2 separate regions of the Mus musculus genome follow, and region 1 is linked to region 2. A link is a contact called in public promoter capture Hi-C data. All regions are on one chromosome and are shown on one strand. The core of a region is the stretch at or near the end of the contact, and the rest is flanking DNA. Distances in the headings are between cores, read along the strand shown. Region 1 overlaps Atp2b4 (ATPase, Ca++ transporting, plasma membrane 4). Region 2 holds the start of Kiss1 (KiSS-1 metastasis-suppressor).

What was found. Promoter capture Hi-C pulls out the DNA fragments that hold promoters and counts their contacts.
Region 1: a promoter capture Hi-C map of liver shows a contact between it and region 2, with 2.2 times the contacts expected there. The contact joins the enhancer-like site here to the promoter of Kiss1 in region 2. A contact is called at or near these places in 3 of 39 promoter capture datasets (liver, maxillary cranial neural crest and pre-B cells), 1 of 15 datasets of contacts at CTCF or cohesin (embryonic stem cells), 10 of 484 Hi-C or Micro-C datasets (B cells, embryonic stem cells, pancreatic cancer cells and 1 more), 2 of 115 datasets of contacts at active chromatin or transcription factors (both in embryonic stem cells) and 1 of 9 other capture datasets (embryonic stem cells).

What each region holds. Positions count from the first base shown.
Region 1 is chr1:133,711,616-133,716,932 of GRCm38.p6, reverse strand. Atp2b4 (ATPase, Ca++ transporting, plasma membrane 4) reads left to right here. Exons shown (of 20, transcript NM_213616.4): 18 at 321-428; 19 at 1,703-1,879. Among named protein-coding and RNA genes, the nearest start is that of Mir6903, 12 kb to the left of the region's middle. Within about 2 kb of position 3,857, at least 36 of the 459 cell types and tissues checked have an H3K27ac peak or open chromatin away from gene starts, as enhancers often do. A contact at or near this core is called in liver, where this site is marked.
Region 2 is chr1:133,324,898-133,330,869 of GRCm38.p6, reverse strand. It overlaps Kiss1 (KiSS-1 metastasis-suppressor), which reads right to left and starts at 3,658. Exons shown (of 2, transcript NM_178260.3): 1 at 3,530-3,658; 2 at 1,148-1,514. The coding sequence starts at 3,620. The coding sequence ends at 1,225.

The DNA.
Region 1 (5,317 bases), core at 2,608-5,107, 390 kb before region 2:
CACACACACATGTTCCTCTTCTGCATGCCTTCTCTCTGTCACACACTAGCCTACATCACAGGAAGCCTCCAACTTTCTCTGTTCCTGCCAGACCGTATATTAATCGCTGTCATGATACTCATAGCCATCCATCACATGATTCCCATTTGAAGTGTTCTATGAAGATTGTATCTGTAGCCCTTCTCCACGTCTGCACTTCTTTCCTGTTCCACAAGAACATTAGGACTTGTGCCCCAAGAGCCCTGCAGGGGGCGCTGTGGCCCTAGCCACCCCGGAGGTCTTGGCCTCCCCGTGGCAGGCCGTGCTTTGCTGTGTTTCAGATCATGATTGTTGAACTGGGAGGGAAGCCCTTCAGCTGCACAAGCCTGACCATGGAGCAGTGGATGTGGTGTCTCTTTATAGGGATTGGAGAACTTTTGTGGGGTCAGGTGAGTGTGGGGTGCCCTCTACAGATCCCTAAAGCTGCAGACCCCAGCTCCTTGTTTCACCTGACCCAACCTTCCCCCTTCCCTCCATCACAGTTTCAAGTTCCTTCTGTCTTGGGGTGCCAGGCTGGAGTAACCATTGCCTTCACTTCAGAACTTAGGTTCTCTGTCCCCCATTCTTAGAGACTGAAAAAAAAAAAGCGTTTTGAAACAAAAGTGGAAATTTTCCATTAAAAAATAAACCTAAGGATCTTTAAAAAAAAAAAAAGGCAAAAGCAAAACGCAAAAAGCAAACGTCGTGCTGACGATGCCACAGTCTGACCCAGGGCTACTCCACTGCCGTGGTGCTGCTGTAGTTCAGAGCTTTCCCGCCTCTTCTCTGCTTCACGGTGGCTGGTTGAATGCCCAGCTCCCACTTGAGATAAATCAGTCCTACAGATGCTCCAGAGAGGAGGGTGACACTCGGATCAGCACAGCCTCTGGAAGCCGCTGGGGCTGGAATCACCCTTCTTCTCTTCACAAACTTTAGTAGCCATGGGCAAGTTCCTTAGCCAGTCCATTTATTAGGGATCTCCACATAGGATAACAGAGTGATCATTACTTGTTGTTAACTAGTGAACGATTATTGAACCAAAAACATGACAATACCTGTTATAAGTACTCAGTGAGTGTTAATACTAATTGCGACAATGTCATCGTAGCTTTGAGTTTCATCCTTCCCTTAATACCATGCTTAGTTCTGGCCTGGACTGTTCTCCGCAGATCTCAAGTCTATACTGAGAATCCCCTAGTGCCGCTTCCCAAGCTAAAAGCGGGATTAAGGAAGGGATGAAAGTCAGCTTAGCTAATTGTGTTCCAATTCGTGTCTCAGTCCCTCCACCCCACATGTACAACGCATTTCTCTCCCAGCTCGATTTGCCCTTGGCCCCATCTTCCTGATGTGTGCCTGCTTTATAGCTCTGTTCAGTTGTCTTAAAAAAGACAAAGATCCCACTGGGAAGGAAGAGTCAAGACGGAGACAGAGTGTGAGTGTAATGAAGTGGCTGGGAGATTACAGGAATCAAGTCCCCTTCTGTGTGTCCACAAATGCTGGCACCTTCCCAAGTGCAATCAACTGGAACAATGGGTTCATCTCCTGGGCAGCTTAGTGCTTCTTGGTGCTTCTCAGGTGGGAAAGGCTTGAGGCTTAGGAGCCTCCCAAGGGCCTGGCTCAGGCCAGCTAACATCTTTTCTTCTCCAATGTGGCTGTTGTCCCCTTTGGCTGTGACTGCTCTCAGGTCATCTCTGCAATACCTACCAAGTCTCTGAAGTTCCTGAAGGAGGCTGGCCACGGCAGTGACAAAGAGGACATCAGCAGGGATACTGAGGGAATGGACGAGATTGACCTTGCCGAGATGGAGCTTCGCCGAGGCCAGATCCTCTGGGTCCGTGGCCTGAACCGGATTCAGACTCAGGTACTCTGTGGTGGCCTGTCCTTACCCTGGGAGAAGAAGTCTCCCCATCCTGGGAAAGGGTAGGAAGGCAGTAATTCCTGGCAGTCAACACCTTTACCCCTTTCGTAAGGCTCACTGTTCAAGCGCAGCCTGTGTTCCTTAACTTCAGGGCCAACAGGGCCAGAGGTCTCTGGGGGATTCCTCTAGGAGGGACTAGTCGGCAGACTGGACCATGGGCCAACAGACTGGACCACGGTCCCCGAGTTCCTCAGCTGTGGTTAGCCCTTCAACCCATCGCCACCCCCACCCCAGGTTTGTCAGTGGAGATGTCTTCCCACATAAGGTCTATTCCAGTACCAGCCACGACCCCAAGATAGGGACTGTGTAGTCCCTTCCCTGCCCTGATGGAAGAACTAAGAGGCCCTGATTTTATAACACTGGAAGGAAAGCCAGCATCCCTGACTGGTCGAAGTGAGAGCTGTTATCTGGGGAGGTCTTTGTTAAAGAAGCTCACCTTCTTCCATTGTTCCACCTTGATGCAAGGCCTCTCTGGGGCATCTGATGATTAAGTAGCTATAAACAGCAGTCTCTCTGTGCCTGATATCTTTGGAAGAATTCAGACTGGCTTCCCAAAAAGGGAATTTCTGAAACAGAGTACAAGTGAGTCCCCTGCTTGTAGCCCTAACCCCATTTCCCCCGACTTCCATGCATCGCTACTGGGACAGCTTCGGAGACCCCTCAACCTTTTATGGTTTTAGTCCCAAGATTCCCAAACAAACCGTCAATTCCAAGATCTTGAGGGGACTGTCCTGAGCAAGACCTGTTTCTTCCCCCTAGTTGGCGAGAGATCAAAATATTTCACTTTCAAAAACTGGCCTTTGGCTGGTTTAGAAAATTGCCTGGCCAGCCTCCCCCTCCCCCATCCCCTTTAGTGTACAGGGAAGACAAGCTAATTCACATTTTAAACTGCTTACCTGGTAGGAACTGCCTCCCACCCACCCCCAACCCCCCAGGAAGACACCAGGTAGAAAATGGGCAAGATACAGGTCGTAAACCCTGGGCTCCTCTCCTCTTTTTCCTAGGAAGGGAACTGAATCCTGACTTACATATATCACCTCATGATAGCAAGTCCCCACCTCTGCCCACCCCCACCCCCACCCCCACTGAGTCCCTTGGGTGCCCGTAGAATTTAGCACCTTGACTTCCATCTCTTCAGGTCTGCTCCTTTCAAAATAACCTCTTTGCTTTTCTTCCCTTCAGGGTCCTCTTCTACTGTGTGTTTGCTTTTTTTTTTTTTTTAATATTTATTTATTTATTTTGGTTTTGTCCCTGTTTTTTTCCTGGCCAGGATCCCCTCCTTCCAGAGCCTCCTTGCTTCTTGCCAGTCTTCTTTCTGGGGAGCTGAGATTCATGGCTCTTCCTTTTCCTGCACTCCCAGTTTGCATCCCCTTTCCGTACCTCTCCGATCTCCACAGCACACATACCTTCAGGCATACCTCTTTCCCTGCTAGAATGGAAGGGAGCTGGGCCAGATTGACTTTAAAACCTAAATCTGAGGCCAACCATGTGGTGCACATCTAACAATCTTCAGGAGGCTGAGGTGGGAAGATTCCTAGTTAGGCCAGTCTGGGCTGTGTAGCTAGACCCTACCTCAAAAAAAAAAAAAAAAAAAACAAGCAAAAGCCTAAACAGCCTCCAACAGCAGCCTATTGAAGATGCCGCTGATAGGATCCATCCACAACATTGTAACTGGCACCTAACTGAGCAAATGAGACTGAGTGTGCTAACTGCATCTTCCATGTCCAAAGCCCTCCCACCCCCATCAGGAGGGATTTTGTTCAGTCTCAGGAGGATTCCAACAAAAGCCCTTACAGTCTGGCTGCTGGTCCCCAATTGCAACACGTGGGGTGGGAGATGTTGCCAAGTGACTGCCCAGTGCTGGCTGGGATTTCCCCCTTCCCCTGGCTCTAGGCATTTCCTCCCTTCACCTTTACCCTTTAGTTTGGGGGAGGAAAAAGCACTAGAAAGCAAACATTTGAAGAATTAAAGGGCTGGACTCTTAGAACAGTAAACTCAGAATGCAGTTTTCATTATGTAAGTTGGACCCTGTAACACTCTAAGCTCCTAGGAAGGAGCCTCTACCTTCTTAATGGGACTGAAATCCGCCCCCTAAGGGCAGCCCTCACCTCCTACAGCCTCAGCCAGCAGGCCACTGTGTGGGGAAGCATTTTTAGCTCATACTTGGTCTCCACCCCTAAGTATTTCATGGCTTCTCCAGAGGCTCTGTTTACAAGAACAGGAGTCTGACTCAGGAGAAACCTTCCTTCTGGGGATGCAGTCACAGAATCCCAATCGATCTCTGAAAGATAAAGGAATCCCTTTCTATTTGCTCCTTATTGCTTAGGAGTCAAGGAGAAGGGTGGTAGATTGATTAAGACCCCAGATCATTGCTTACTGCGGGAAAGCGATGATATTAATTGCCTCCATCCCTAAGAAGGAGAAAGCGGAAAGCCAGAAGGCTGCTGTGGTAGGCGGGTGGGGGAGAGTGGCAGCAGCGGCAGCCTCCCAGCGTCGCCAGCACCAGTCTGCCAGTGAAGGTCTCCAGTGCTTAAGTCATGAGTGAGTTTCAGAATTGTGCGTCATGTACCAGCAGAATCCTAAGCACCACTGCAGCTGGAGGAAGCGTCAAAAAAGACACCTCCTCCAAACCAAGCCACTCAACCTGGCAGTCTTTTCACCAAGGCCACTTGTGTGGACTGCTATACTGCCCATCTTCTTTACACACGTGTTAACTTCCTGGGAAATTTGCAAAAACAAACAAACAAACAAACAATTAGTTGACTTAGTTGGTGTAGAGGCTCTTGGGTCTTACATTTCACTAATATGTACTTAGTTTCTGGTATGTCAAATTGCATGCCTTATTTTTAATAGTACAGGTCAACATAATGAAAAAGCTACCTGTTACCATTGGGGAGAAGTTCTTTTGTGCCTGTCCATCCTAGGCTACAGGGGAAAAGGAAACCCAATCCTAGCTGGGTGTTTGAAAATCCATAGCAAATTGTTCCTTAAATGACAATGACAGTGTGGTTTGCAATTACTGCCCTCCCCCGCCCCACCCTCACCTGTTGCTCTGGGTTTAAGGGAATAGCTCTCTTGATCTCCTACCCCTCTCCCCAGCCCTCCTGACCCTGCCTTCCTCTTCCTTCTCTCTGACTGTGGAGCAAAGCTGTCTCACTCTCTGATTCTTTGCAGATTGACGTAATTAACAAATTCCAGACGGAAGCCCCCTTAAAGAGAGTCCGAGAGAACATGACTCAACACCTTGATGTAAAACTGGTTCCTAGCTCCTATTCCGCAGCAGTTGCATCACTCAGAACTTGCCCCTCCATCTCTTCTGCCATCTCTTCTGCAGTTACATCTCCTCCTGTGGGCAGTGAGTGAGAGTATGTTACAATGCAT
Region 2 (5,972 bases), core at 2,409-4,908:
ATGGGTATTGTAGATGTTCCTTGCACCTCCATGCCCAGGAGCCAGGCAGCCCTACGGAAGCCTGATGATGGGTTAATCCTCTGTGAACAGGGCAGTGATCCAGATCACTCTGTCCCACTGACTGATGTGTGGAAATTGAAGGGAAGGAACACAATGACTCTGTGTCCTGCTCCAGGTCCATTCAAGGCGTGCAGCAAAGCTTCCACCAGGAAAGAAGGGAAGTCTCAGAAGTAGGAGGTCCACTTCAGAACTTGATCTTGGGGTTGGGAATGGTGGAACACACGCCTTTAATCCCAGAATTTGAGAGTCAGGGCCAGGCAGACCTCTGTGTGTTCAAAGCCAGCCTGGTCTAGTACCAGGCCAGCCAGTGTTACATAGTGAAACCCTGTCTCAAATCAAACAAATAAACACCCCACCACCACCATTCTAATAAACATGTATTTTTAAAAAGAAAGAGACAATCTTGCTGAAGCATCCAAGTGGCATCCAGTTTGGGCACCTCTTTAAGTTTTAAAGTTTTCAGCAATTCATTTTTTAAAATAAGTTTAAAGATTTTATTTATTTATTTATTTATTTTTAAAGTTTTTTTTTTCTTTTTGGTAAAGATCTATTTATTTAAGTACACTGTAGCTGTTTTCAGACACTCCAGAAGAAGGTGTCAGAACTTGTTACAGATGGTTGTGAGCCACCATGTGGTTGCTGGGATTTGAACTCAGGACCTTCAGAAGAGCAGTTGGTACTCTTAACCACTGAGCCATCTCTCCAGTCCCTAAAGATTTTATTTTTAATTAATATATGTCTGTCTGTCTGTCTGTCTGTCTGTCTGTCTGTCTGAGGGTGTGGGCATATGAGTGTAGGTGTCCAAGAATCCAGAAGAAGGCTTTGGATCCCCTGGAGCTGCAGTTTCAGCTGCCTGGGTACCGCTGGCTGTTGGGAAGACTTCTCCTTTAGAATTGCTGCAAGTCCCCTCAGTGGCCGAGTTTCTCCAGCCCCTTGATTTTCAACAGAACGGGACATTCCTTAACTAGTAGTTTAAAAAGCACCGACTTTGGCACCGAGGACATCTTGAAATCAGAAAAGAGGCAACTGAGGGAGAAGAGGACCTGTCCCATCTCGCAGGAGTCAGGGGAAAAATAACACACTGTAAGACGGCAGCATTGCTTTTATTGCACAAGTCTAGAAGCTCCCTGCCTTGGCCTCTACAATCCACCTGCAGCCCAGCACTCAGCCCCGTGCTGCCCGCGCCGCCTGCCTCCTGCCGTAGCGCAGGCCGAAGGAGTTCCAGTTGTAGGTGGACAGGTCCTTCTCCCGCTGCACCAGCACCGCTCCGCGGGGCGCAGGGATCAGGCGACTGCGGGAGGCACACAGGGGCCGCTGGCGCCCCGCGGGGCCCTCAACCGGCGGGCATGGCGACGACCTACGAGCGCGCAGCCCTGCAGACCCAGGCTTGCTCTCTGCATACCGCGATTCCTTTTCCCAGGCATTAACGAGTTCCTGGGGTCCGGACTGCTGGCCTAGGACAGAGAGCACAGACAGGTAAGGCTGGGACAGCAAGGTTTGCTTTGGCCACCGGCTCAGACTTCCCGCCCCATCCGATGCTAGGTCCTCAAACGCAGAAGTTCAACTCTGACCTCAATGTGGAGCCAGGTTTAGTTTGGGTGCCTGGGCTGTTTGCTTCTCCCTCTGATAGCTTTGCTTTCAAGTGCTTGCCAGAATTCTACTAAATAAGTTTATAAAACTACTTCCTTTGAGGAAGCAAACAGTTTGGAAAAGAGCAAAAGGAGGGACCGCTCTGGCCCTTGTCTGGGCAGTCTGCCTGGTCCCTCAGTTGAGTGTGTCTGGAGTCTGAGCCAGCAGTCCAGCAGCCCCTGGGCATGAGGGACAGAGGGGATTTACTTTTCAATCTCTAAGAATGCTTGAAACAGTCAGTACCCCTGCACATAGTATGGCTCCAATACGTGCTCATTAAGTAAAAGCTAATGGAAATCTTAGAGTATCAGTAATTTAAAAAACAAAACAAAACAAACAAACAAACAAACAAAAAATGGACCCAAGGCCATTGTGTCCCCACGCACCTATGACCTGACTCCAGTCTTTGAGGACAACTGCAAATGCATACACAGTATTAAGACTCTGTGATGACCAGACATTATCTACATTGCCTTAACAGGCACACGTCCCCCAGACCAGGCGCAAGGCTCTCCTTTGTTGGAGGCTAGGAAGCCTCACTCTGAAAACACTTCACAGACAACAAGGCTCATTCATTCTCCCTCTCTTTCTTTCTCCCCCCTCCCTTTTTTTTCTTTAGTAAAACAGGGCAAGTAGCTCTGCGTACACAATAAGGCTAGTCAATTATGGTAAGAGATTAGTAAAGAAGAAGCCTGGTGAGAGGGTGTGAGTGGGTGCTGGGGCGGAGGATGGCTTTGAGCTTGGCTCCTCCATACCCTGGCACACTTTGGAGGTGAGTGTGGCCGTGATCCAAGATTAATAATAATAGACTAGGAAGTCCCTCTTACCTTCCCTGGGTAAGTGGTGTGAGAGAGAAGATCCCAATTCCACACGCAAACCTCAGAATAACCTGTGGCCAGCAAGGGACAGTCGCCACTGTTTCTGGACAGAGATGGGGTTATTCCTAGCCCTGGGATGATGACACGATTGGAGAGTGTCTGGGGCCCTGTTCTCATTGTTTTGCTTGTGTGCAATGATGTCAAGTTTGCAGGATGTGTCCTGCCTTCCATGACTAAGATCTTGTGGTCCAGAAAGGCTAAGCAAGATCTAATATGTACAGAAATCGAACAGCCAAGAAGAATTCAAACCCACACCCTGACTCAGAAGCCATGATGCTCTTGGGGGGTACCCTGGCACCTGCTAGGATCTGTCAATACTTGGCTGAGTACCTTCGGGGAGCATGTTACCTCTTTGGGCTTTAGTTTCTCTAGCTCATCAATTCTCTGAGGGAGCCTGCAATGTTGATAGGCATTAAGGTCTGTCTGGGTGCTGAGGGTTTTGTTGTTGTTGTTGTTGTGGTGGTGGTGGTGGTGGTGGTGGTGGTGGTGGTTATCGTCTTGTTTTTTTTTTTGTTTTTTGTTTTTTTTTTGTCTTGAGACAATTTCTCTGTGTAACAGTGCCCTTGCTGTCCTGGACCAGGCTGATCTTGAACTCACAGAGACCTACCTTCCAAGTGCTGGGATGGGTTAAAGGCTTGTGTTGAGGTTTTTGGGTTTTGTATTTAAGCCCCCTTTAGGGATCTGAGGTCACAGATACAAGTAACTTACACACTAAGATCCTTCCCAGCATTCATAGAGAGAACTTGGGGGTAAAGCAGAGAGCACAGCAGGAGAAAATCACAAAGGGGTTGGGGTCAACAGGACCCCCAACTCTAGCTGAGCCTCCAGTGCTCACAGCAGAAGGGCCTAGACCAGCCCTGGGTATCTCTCAAGTGCAGAAATTGAACTCATGTCAGTAGCCTGGCCATAGTCTGAAAAATACAGCAATGACTCTCTTGGCCCCCTTATCGGACAGTGCGTACCTGTGGATCCAGGCTTCACTTTTGCCAGCGGCTCCCCATAGGTGGCGACACAGAGGAGAAGCAGCAGCTGCCAAGAAGCCATTGAGATCATTCTGGGAGGAAGGGGCAGGTCTACAGTCTCCTTCCAGGGACTGAGGACAGAGAGAGGCAATGAAGACCAGGTCAGAGTTCGTACTTCACCAGAGCCTAGGTCAAAGAGAGAGAGCCTGGGGGAGAGGAGAAAGCCCAGTGATCAGAGATGGCCAGAAGGATGTACAGAAGCCAGGCCCCAGGAAACAGGACTGAGGGATGGTGGGAGGGAGGGAAAATGGGAAGGGTGTGATTTGGTGGGAAGGGGTGAGAAACTTAGGCTGGATGACGGTAGGGGTCTGGGTGGTAGGTTTGCAGGGGAGGGATGCTGAAGGAGAATAAAGTGCCATGCATGGGCTGGCGGTGGTGGTGCACGCCTTTAATCCCAGCACTTGGGAGGTAGAGGCAGGCGGATTTCTGAGTTCAAGGCCAGCCTGGTCTACAGAGTGAGTTCCAGGACAGCCAGGGCTACACAGAGAAACCCTGTCTTGAAAAAAAAAAAAAAGTGCCATGCATGGGAATGGCCAGGGAAGGGGAGGTGGGTGAGGTCAGGTAGGAGTGTTCGCGCTCTGAGGTTCAGCTATTCTCTTGGGAGCCTGGAACCAAGCCTTTGTGCTGGGTCTTATGCTCTGCTCTCCCACGTGGTATCCCACCTTCCTCAATCTGGACCTGTCCCCACCCCCCACCCTCACGCCCCCCATGCTATACTAGAAACCAAATTTCTTAACTCTTCCAGGAAAAAAAAAAGGAAGAAAGAGGCAAGGCAATCATCTTGCACATTCTCGCAGCCCTCCGCAGCCTTGGAGACCGTCATCAGATTGTCTTATTGCCTATAATTCAAGACAGGAAAAGCCTTTCTCTCACCCAGTCCATCAGTTGTTTCTATTTTCGTGGGCTTTGGGAGATTGTGGACTAAATTGGCCTCATCAGTTTGACTGCTGAGAGGAGCCTGACCCTCATCTAGTCACGCGGCCTTAGTCACGTGGCCTTTCTCCTCTCCTGCTCCCCACTCGGCCCCACGTCTCCAGCTCCCAAGTCCAATTTCCCTTTGAAAAAGTCAAGCATTTTGAAACTACCCAACAAATGGCATTAAGTGCCCTGGTGGCGGGAGGCACAACAGGTGGAGCCTAGGGCTTCAGTTCAAGGACAGGAGTGTGGAATATCCTTGTGACCTGTGGTAGGCGTGGTTTCTCAGCACCTTGCATCCTGCCATTGTGTCTCCAGTTCTTGCCCTGCTACCTGACTCTAGACTCACACACGAATCCTAATTTAAATGCTCCAGCTCAGCCCTCATCCCATGAGACATAAGCAGGCCACACCTATCTCCGGGCAGCATCGGTTATCCGGGCCACCAGCTGCCTATTCATGTGGCTACTAAGACTAGCAGACTAGGATTCTGGGACACCCCAAAAGCCAGACACTTTCTGTAGAAGCCCTAATGCTTGAATAGAAAATACAGTAGAAACCAAAGCCAGTAGACAGTCTTGGTTACAAGGACCAGGGTTTGGAAGTCATTGCTGGAAATATCTACATACCAGTACGGTGTAGGTGCTGGGGTGCTGAGGCTGCAGAGACGCCCTGATCTCAAGTCTAGTGTAACAAGTTGACTCATAGGCAGCTCATATGAGTGGACCATTCCAAAGTAACACCAGACCCATGTTAAAATGCAGCTGATCCCAGCACTCGGAAGGCAGAGGCAGGTGGATTTCTGAGTTCGAGGCCAGCCTGGTCTACAGAGTGAGTTCCAGGACAGCCAGGGCTACACAGAGAAACCCTGTCTTGAAAAAACAAAACAAAACAAAACAAAACAAAACAAAACAAAACAAAACAAAACAAAACAAAACAAAACAAAACTGCTGCTGATGGCAACTGCGGAGCCTGACCTGAAGGGTCCAGGCTGGTGATGGCACCCGAGCCTGTGTGCCAGCAGAAGAGGGCTCTCAAAGAACACCCACCTCAGGGGATCTGCCTGGACTGATGCCAGGGGGCTGCTGTATACAAAGCTAGAGCTTCATATGGAGAGAAAGCCATCCCAGTTTATATCCCAAGGGGGTCTGAGGAGAGCGGGAATGTGTCAGCATGCTCTGTAAATGGCGCCTCCTGGTTTCTCTAAACAGAGGTCACGATGAGGGAGGAAGGGGAGGGGAGGTTGGGAGGTTGGTGATGTTGACATCTGCCTCTCTCCCCTCTAGACTCTGCCCTATCATGGACAGCATTTCTCAAGTGTACCACAGGAAAACTGCCTGCTCCCAACACACTGTTACCCCACATCCACACACAAACTGCATGCAAACACACTATATATAATGATACGACATGGACTGGTGAGATGGCTCAGTATATAAATGTGTTTGCCACTACGCTTGACAATCTG